2 separate regions of the Zea mays genome follow, and region 2 is linked to region 1. The links are chromatin contacts, called in public Hi-C maps. All regions are on one chromosome and are shown on one strand. The core of a region is the stretch at or near the end of the contact, and the rest is flanking DNA. Distances in the headings are between cores, read along the strand shown.

Evidence for each region. A called contact is a pair of places that touch in the nucleus more often than the background predicts.
Region 2: a Hi-C map of ear shows a contact between it and region 1, with 2.8 times the contacts expected there. The contact joins the enhancer-like site here to the promoter of EREB46 in region 1. A contact is called at or near these places in 8 of 25 Hi-C or Micro-C datasets (bundle sheath, ear, endosperm and 3 more).

The regions. Positions count from the first base shown.
Region 1 is chr5:116,511,021-116,515,439 of Zm-B73-REFERENCE-NAM-5.0, reverse strand. It overlaps EREB46 (Ethylene-responsive transcription factor WIN1), which reads left to right and starts at 3,145. Exons shown (of 2, transcript NM_001155213.1): 1 at 3,145-3,323; 2 at 3,421-4,231. The coding sequence starts at 3,217. The coding sequence ends at 3,955. LOC103626807 (DEAD-box ATP-dependent RNA helicase 41) reads right to left here. Exons shown (of 7, transcript XM_035959112.1): 6 at 3,445-3,951; 7 at 698-2,644.
Region 2 is chr5:117,155,773-117,160,056 of Zm-B73-REFERENCE-NAM-5.0, reverse strand. LOC100284452 (DNA methyltransferase 1-associated protein 1) reads left to right here. Exons shown (of 18, transcript NM_001157347.2): 16 at 231-265; 17 at 787-911; 18 at 1,017-1,775. The coding sequence ends at 864. Among protein-coding and RNA genes, the nearest start is that of LOC100284452, 32 kb to the left of the region's middle. Within about 2 kb of position 1,741, at least 6 of the 20 cell types and tissues checked have an H3K27ac peak or open chromatin away from gene starts, as enhancers often do. A contact at or near this core is called in bundle sheath and ear, where this site is marked.

The DNA of each region.
Region 1 (4,419 bases), core at 1,896-4,395:
GTCATGTGAGCACATGCCTGGAGCACAGCGTTCGAACTGGCCCGGCCAGCCTGTTTTTTTGCGAGGGGATGCAGTTGGAGGAGGCTAAAAGAGACCCCCCAGACCCATGGGCGTGGTAGGCTAGCTGTGGCGCGCCATGGCCGCTGGCTCGATCCACACTCCACCACGCACGAGAAAGCTACGGTTGGAGTGGATCCGAGTGATTAAAGCCAGCTTTATTGCGCTGTCCCCAGATTTGTCCTTGCGGCCTCAGCTTTCCAAGGAAAGATAACAACAAAAGTTAAAAACAGATGGCGAGTAGTTGCTAGGGCAAAACCGTGCAATTACGGCACAGCTGACCATATCCTACTTGCCCCTCCTTTCACCAACCCACACTTTGATGCCCAGTTCAGATCTACTGATCTCCGCACGAGACGAGAGTAGGACAACCGGCCGGCTTTCTAATCTACTGATGATGACGGACCCATGCATGTAAAGACTGGAAAGTGCCCAACTACTACAACTCTTGTCAACACTAATAATCCATCTCTGCACTGCCAGATTAGTAGACTGCATTTTTTTTTTTGGTATTGTCTACCGCTCCAGCCTCCAGGGATGGAGGTACCATTAATGTGGATATGGAGGACTACTACAACGTAGTAACAGATTCCAAGTTCCCAACGTTTTCCAACGCATTTCTTTTTTCTTGCGATGATGCTGGAACTTATCTATAGTACTAGTATATTCATATTTTACTATACCATGCATGTCGGTTTGCCGCTTTGAGCGGATTAATAATCTATACAGAATACAAACATATACATAAAAGAAAGAAAGAAAGAAAACCAAGCAGCTTCCGGTTCCTCGCTAAGGTCCATGATTTTGCCGGGAATGATTTGGGGAGACCAGCTTAGTCATATATATGGTCCCAAAAAGAACCTTACCTCTCTGTCCACTGCGCCTAGGCAACATCAAACAGATTCATTTCTAACGTAGGTGATGATTAAAAATAATAATTCGGACTCCGAGATGCGCCTCAGGTTACAGGAGCTGAGGAACAGATAACTGCTGCCAAACATGCAGGGGCTTCAAATCCAAATAAAATACAGTGCACTGCATGCTCCTATTTTCTTTTGACTCCACCGGCAATTTTTAAAGATACACCTGTGCACAATGCGTGAGAAAAGGGTGTACGTACCAGACAGTGTCAGAGGACAAGATCTCACAGAACCTTCTTATGCTCCAGTCAGAGGTGATCGACTGACACATGACATCCCCACCGTAGATGTACTGCAGGTACCTGTTTCTCATTAATTAACTCGACAAGGGCAACAGACTCAATCAATTTATTTCACCTTTTTATTTTACACAGCTTAACTTCTGTAGCAACGGGGGCAGTTGCTCGCCTGGTAAAAATATGACCCACAGCTTACCGATTTATTGCAGACCGACGCTTCATTTTGGTATCACAGGAAAGCCTAGCACCTCATTCATGCAAATGGCTCGGCTTAGAAATACGAGCGCACGGCATGACCACGAGCTCACCCGTAACTGATTTTTTTTTTCTTTTTCTCCCTTTCTAAAAAAGCACGGCTGTGAAAGATATTCCAAGGTGTGACTTGCTGAAAAACCCCAGTCAAAACCATTAAGATACTTCACATCCAAACAATGCGTGCAAACTGATACTTCCAAACAAAATGGCAACAGTTTTTTTTTCTGGAAAGCACCCAAACGGGAAAGTTGTGGGAGAGGGAACACAACATTTAAGTGTGCAAAGTCGTAATCTGCAACCAAACATTTTCAGCAAAGACTCCAGCTCCCTTTCAAAGAACCCAAAATTATTAGAATGTTTGGATACAGCGAAGGATCTGATCTTACTATAAACATTTGTCATCCTAAGACAAGAGTAAGCTTATTGCTGAAGCAGACTACCATAAACCTTTAGAGCTACCGTCTTGTGGATAGTTTCAGAGGTTAACGAAAGAAAGCCAAGTTCAAGTGAAATGAAATGAAATTTTCTACAAACCGAAGCACACGAGATGTTCAATGGAGAAGAAATGAAGTTACGTGTAGACAGATTATTATAGCCTAACTTCATAACCATTTTGCAACCTGATTTCTATTGTGAGAATATAGCGAAGCCAAAATGTAAACATACTATCAAATTCTCCACTGAACAACAGTTCAGTCTACTCCCATATTATAAGTGACAGAAAAAAAAAACTTTTATATTTCTTCATTGAACAAGTATCCATCAACTGAGCACACACCATCATCATCACCAGTCTGTACCTGCAGCTACCTCAGACAAGCTTAAATGCCAACCATCTCCAAGCAATTCCAGAACTAACACCCCAGGACAAAGGCACCCTTGTCAATTCTCATACACAGGTCGCACTGAAATCACTCTAAACACACAATCTATATTCAGTTCAAGAACAATTCACTGTAAATTTCAACATCCCATTACATATTTATAGAGAAAAAATTGGGTGACGGAACACGACTAGAGATTCCAAATGAAGCAAAAGAATTTTGACGTTATCTCAAAAATATGCAGTAAATATTCCAACACCCTAAGTTTCAGCACAAGTCTTACCTATATGCTTTGCCGCAGTGTCCACGCTTCCAGTGATACTCAACAATATGATTGGCCCCAGTAGCTCTGGAAAAAGAGATGAAGTTATCCAAAACAGATGTACATTAACCCTACATAAACTACTACTAGGACTATGTGGATCAACTTAGGGTTGCCCCACAAATAAATGTGGCAGCCATGGGTGTAGGTGAGAGTGTTTATTACCACTGTACTAGCAGGGAAGGTGGTTATGCTATGCATACACACAGTTCACCGACAGCCCACACCTGCAGACACCATGTGGCCCCCCCTTCAGTTGCCCCTCCCCTCATCTTTTGCCTCTATAGTTTTATCCATTGACGCACGCTTGGTCTACTGCTCTTGGCCCCAGCACCCCTGCTCTCCAGTCAGTGTATGCCGCCTTCTATCAAGGTGGCTTGGTGACTGGTGAGTGAAAACTAGGTCCAGACATATTCTCCACTCCTTTCCTCTCTTACTACCTACGCAGCTAACCACATTTATCACTCACTGCAGAAGCAAGTACAGGCTGGGCAGTTTATATTCACTCAAACCAGCCCGTTCCTCCCCCACACGGCCACACACACTTCACTTCATAGGCGCCCCAGCAGAGCTCATCTCTGCCTCCTGTGTCCTTCTCCATGACAGAGAATCTCCACTCCAGGAAAATGGTACAGCCAAAGAAGTTTCGTGGAGTCCGGCAGCGCCACTGGGGCTCCTGGGTCTCTGAGATCAGGCATCCCCTCCTGTAAGGCCTCCGTCCCTCTAATTTTTAGGGAACATAAACTACTGATGCAACCATAATTCTGAATTGCAATGCATGTATCTTTTTGTGATACGTACAGTAAGAGGAGGGTCTGGCTGGGTACCTTTGAGACGGCTGAGGAGGCAGCGAGAGCATATGATGAGGCTGCTGTGCTGATGAGCGGACGCAACGCCAAGACCAACTTCCCAATCCAAAGAAGCAGCACAGGGGAGCCTACCCCAGCTGCGGGAAGGGACGCCCGCAGCAACTTCAGCAGCGGCTCCTCTACCACCAACCTGTCCCAGATTCTCAGTGCGAAGCTCCGCAAATGCTGCAAGGCGCCATCACCGTCCCTGACCTGTCTCCGCCTTGACCCTGAGAAGTCCCACATTGGTGTTTGGCAGAAGCGTGCAGGAGCCCGTGCTGACTCCAACTGGGTCATGACAGTGGAGCTCAACAAAGATGCAGCATCCACTGATGCTGCATCACAGTCCACATCAGCAACAACTGCTCCACCAGCCACGCCGATGGATGAGGAGGAGAGGATCGCACTGCAAATGATCGAAGAGTTGCTGAGCAGCAGCAGCCCAGCTTCACCCTCAAACGGAGATGACCAAGGTCGCTTCATCATCTGAAAAGCATGGATCAAACAGCACAAGTCACCATCCCAGATCAGAGTTTCGCTAGGTCGGTTGGTACACAAGCAGTTCAGGTTGCTTCAGTAATATAGATATATGTCTATTACTAAATCCAACTTACAAGAACTATAAAGTTTGCAATTGTGTGCAGTTCTATGTACGTGAAAAGCTCTACATACACATGTTCCTATCAAGATACTTTGTTACACATCAATGTCAGTGATATAATTGCTTATAAAAGAAATAAATAGATTATGATTGTGTTACTGCTCATCCTTTGCTTGGATCCTGATGTCAAACTCAGTTGAAGAATCTCAACAGTTTTTTTTTAAATAGTGAGTATACAGTCTTACTTTATTTCTTCAAACAAAGAAAAAAAAGCTAAACAAATAAAAAATCTCAAAACAGGATGAAGGTGATGTTTGCGGATAACTTTACTTTTATGAAAGAATGGTTAGAAG
Region 2 (4,284 bases), core at 492-2,991, 650 kb before region 1:
TTACCTTTTTATGGGATTCATACAATACTTAGTGTATGTGTTCTATATATATGTCTAGATTCATCATCATCTAGTTGAATATGGACATAAAAATTAAGAGCTAAAAAGAATACTATTTTAGAACGGAGGAAGTATTTAAAAGCGGACACTTCAGTTTTTTAAGTCTTCCATCTTCAGTATGAGGGGTTTCCTATTGATATTTTGCATCATACTGCTTCATGTGACTTCAGGTGAAAGAGCAGGCAAACGGGATCACAAGCGGAAGGTTTGTTGTTTTTCCCTTTAATTCTGCTGTTAAACTTTGCTTGGTTTCTTTAAACTTTGCTTGGTTTCTTTTATGGTACGGGCACATCTTTGAATTGAAGCATCCATGATGTTTCTACGATGTTTGTTAGATTACAGACGATTTAATGGATGACTAGTATTTTCTACTACTATGCACCTCTACGTAGGGGTGGTAATGGGTTCCAATTTTACACTATGAAATTTAAATTGAAGGACCGGATCAGATTACGATCAGGCTCTATTTCTATTCATTTTTAAATTAAAATTAATTAAGGGCTCAAACAAATTGTATGAAATTTAAATTTAAGGACCGGATCAGATTACGATCAGGCTCTATTTCTATTCATTTTTAAATTAAAATTAATTAAGGGCTCAAACAAATTGTGAAGAAACATTTGGATCTTGATCCATTACCACCCCTATCTCTACGAGTTCAATTTATTTTTTCAACTGCTTTTAACTATGTTATGGCTTCATTTCATCTCAAATTATTTTTGCCAGTCCACTGGAAGATTTATAGATGCGCCTCCATCACCACCCCAGTCGAAGCGGCCTAGAAAATTGAAGGGATCTGACTGATAGTGCTGTTCAAATGTCAGGATGAAAACTCTAGTCAAACAACCAAGGTGTGTCATATCATACTAAAGTTAAACTACGTGTTTTTCATGATTATTTAGTCCCGACTTAAGAGCTGCAGATTGACATTTACATCACTTTTTTGAATAATGTAGCACTTGCAGTCTTACAGTAGAGATGAACTAGTAGAACCTAATAGGTCAGCAACGGCATCAATGGAAATCCGTTGGGCTGGCCAGTCATGCAGGAACCGACTTTCGCTGCTTGCCCTGACTTCGGGCCATATGCTGGGTGGACCGGTTTTGGATTTATAATGTATCTATCTATTATTGTCATGTAATGTTACACAGATAACTGAGAGGTCGAAATCGTCACTTTTCAGCAGATTTCTGAATTCTGAGTATGGGAGACCGGTAAGCCCGACAATTCCGTTTTTGCTCCTGTCCAACCAGCACGGTCAATCGGTTCACCCAATAGACGTTCAACAAACAGGCTTTGAGAGCACGCTAGTGCCTGTTTGTTCACCATGCCTTCCCGGAAGCTCATCTGACAGCTCCTTTACTTTGTTTGGGTACTCTATTATTTATCTTAATCTATATATATTGAGGTGGATTGGGGTGTAAATTTGTTAACTTACACCTCAATACATGGGTATTGGGATGAATACTAGAGTATCCAAACAAAGCCAGGGTTTGTTTAGTTTGATTGGATTGGAGTGGATATTGAAGATTATAAATATCCTACAAATCAAATTCACCCTCGTCTCATACAATCTTCTTGTGGTCTGAAGTTAAAAAAATCAGCCTCGTCCCGTACAATAATAGCTACCAGCCCACCATTGCGCATTAGCGCATACAAAGGTGCGCACGACGAAGCGCGATTCACAGTGACAGCCACCCTGCTCCTGGGATCCTGCAAAAAAAAAAAAACACACACACACACACACCACTAGCGTCCTTGCTAGTCGAGTTGTCGTGCCCCCTCCCCCTCCCATCTATTTAGGATGGCAATAGGTGGAATAAAAACTTGTACTTATAAAGTATACATAAACCCACTTGTAATTGCACCCGCGGGTAGTTAATTAAGTATCGATAATAATTAAGTTATTTCTACGAATTTTAAGCATTTTAATGTTAAGCAACAACAAAATATTTCATAAATCATTAGCTAAGTTACTTATTCAAAATAATTACTATTATATTTTAACCAATTTTAGCAAACTAAATAATAAACCAAATTTCTGAGTTGCATGTGGGCATCCGTGGGTTGAAATAGAAATTTATGTCCATACCCACGAAACTTCGGATTGGGTGTGGGTTGCATCCGTTGGTTAAAATCAAATCTTCACTTGTACCCACATCCGTCAGGTCGAGTATCCATCAGATTTTAGATTTACGGGTTAAATTGCCATTCTTACATCTACCCATTGACTTATGAACTAGCTCTAAACATTTTATTTTATATTTTAATGGATGAGATGAAAAAATTATCTTTCAATTAAGAGTTAGTCCTATACGTAAATAAGATTGTTTTGTAAGCCTAATTATATTATAAACTATTATTAAAAAGTTAATATAATTATCTTAGAGCAGTAGTAACTAGTTGAGGGTGCCCTCACACAGACTAGACTACAACGACTCTGCACAGTCATGGTGGAGCTATAGCCTGAGCCCTGAGCTTAGAGGTGGTAATGGATCATGACCCTAATACTTGCTTCACAAATCAACAAAGCCTTTAATTTTGTTAGTTCAAAATTGTATTGTTTTATGATCCGGCCCTAACTTGACTTGATCCTTAAATTTGCTAGGCTAAATAAAATGGCCCGTTACCACCCCTACCTGAGCTTCATCGCCCTATGCATACGTGGACTAGGCATTTGTTTTTTAATTATTGGTTTGTTTTTTCAGTTTAAAAACTTCAGTTTTATAAATATCAGTATCCAATCAATTTACTAGAAAAAGAAAAACTGATGGGTTCAGTTTTGATTTTTTACTTTAGGTTTTCGGTAAAAACCGAACACATCAAACTTATAATCAAGAAAGATAGCACATACAATAAGTTTATATGATAGATTACACACAATCTAAAAAATAAAAATTATATAACCATAAGGATTTAGAGATCCATCATACATCGCATATAAATAATAAGTGAACAACAAGTTTATTGCAGCACACATTTAGTTTATATAATCAAAGAGTCAAATTTTAGAATAGCTTAAGTTCGGTATTTCAATTTCTTAGTTTTTTTGGTTTGGTACAAGGCGAAAATTGATTACGATATCAACACCGAACTTCATAGATGCAAAAACCGAAACTGAATCAAACTACAAAAAATGATATTTCAGTTCAATTCGATTTTTGGTTTATTGTAAAAAAGTGTCCACCCTACCTATGTGTGAGGAGCATAGTTTTTAAATCTGACAATTTGTTGGTTGTTCTAGGGAACCGATCAAGCGCCTATTTAGAATTAGGGTGACTAATCAGTCATTTCCTTCCTATAATCATCACACACACGCGCGACACACATATATATGCTATTTGACATCCTAGGTGATGATTACCACCCTAGAATGGCTTAACAAAAATCACGAATGCTTAACAATTAATGAAGATTTGTTAACCAATTCTAGAGTGGGTGATCATCATCGAAGGTGAAGAATAGCGTTGTCCTATATATAGTAATATTAGGTTGGACCATCCATAGGCATTTGACTCAAGGAGATCATTGGCCTAATCCTCGAACTCATAGAAATTCTGGAACTCCTAGAGATCTACTCCATTAGCTTCTTCAACTGAGCAATGGTTGCACTAAGGTTAACCTTGTTTTGTATAAAGCAAGGGTGAATACACAACATACTCAACAAGTGCCCCATTTGGCTAATGTGGATTAACTTTATGTAACACCTCAAAACCATCAACAAAAAATAATGCACTTAGAATATTAATAGTAATAATAGTAAATAATTTTTCTTTCAAGTGTTTGATCTAATTGCATTTAGAATAATTTTTGTTTGCTCATATTCCATTTATGGTTGTTTTTGTATAATTTCTTTTATATTGAAAGCCCAATTAACTAGTATAGAAACATCGGTCCAAAAATAAATATTTTAGTTATAAATAAGGTTGGTATAAGTATTATTATTTTTAGAAATATTTAAAAATATATTTATTTATATTTTTGGAGAATAGGGATAAAATAAAGAAAAAATGGAAACCCTAACCATTTCGGCCCACCAAGGCCCATTCCCGGCCCAACCGCCCTCCACCTCTCCCTCTCACTCACTTACCTGCGGGACCCACCTGTCAGGCCCTTCCCCTACCTCAAGCCGCTCCTTGGTCGTTGGCCGGACCGTCCGCGCCGCGCGCCCACGTCGCATCCACGCCCGGCCAAGCCACTTGCGCCCGCGCCAGGCCGGACCGT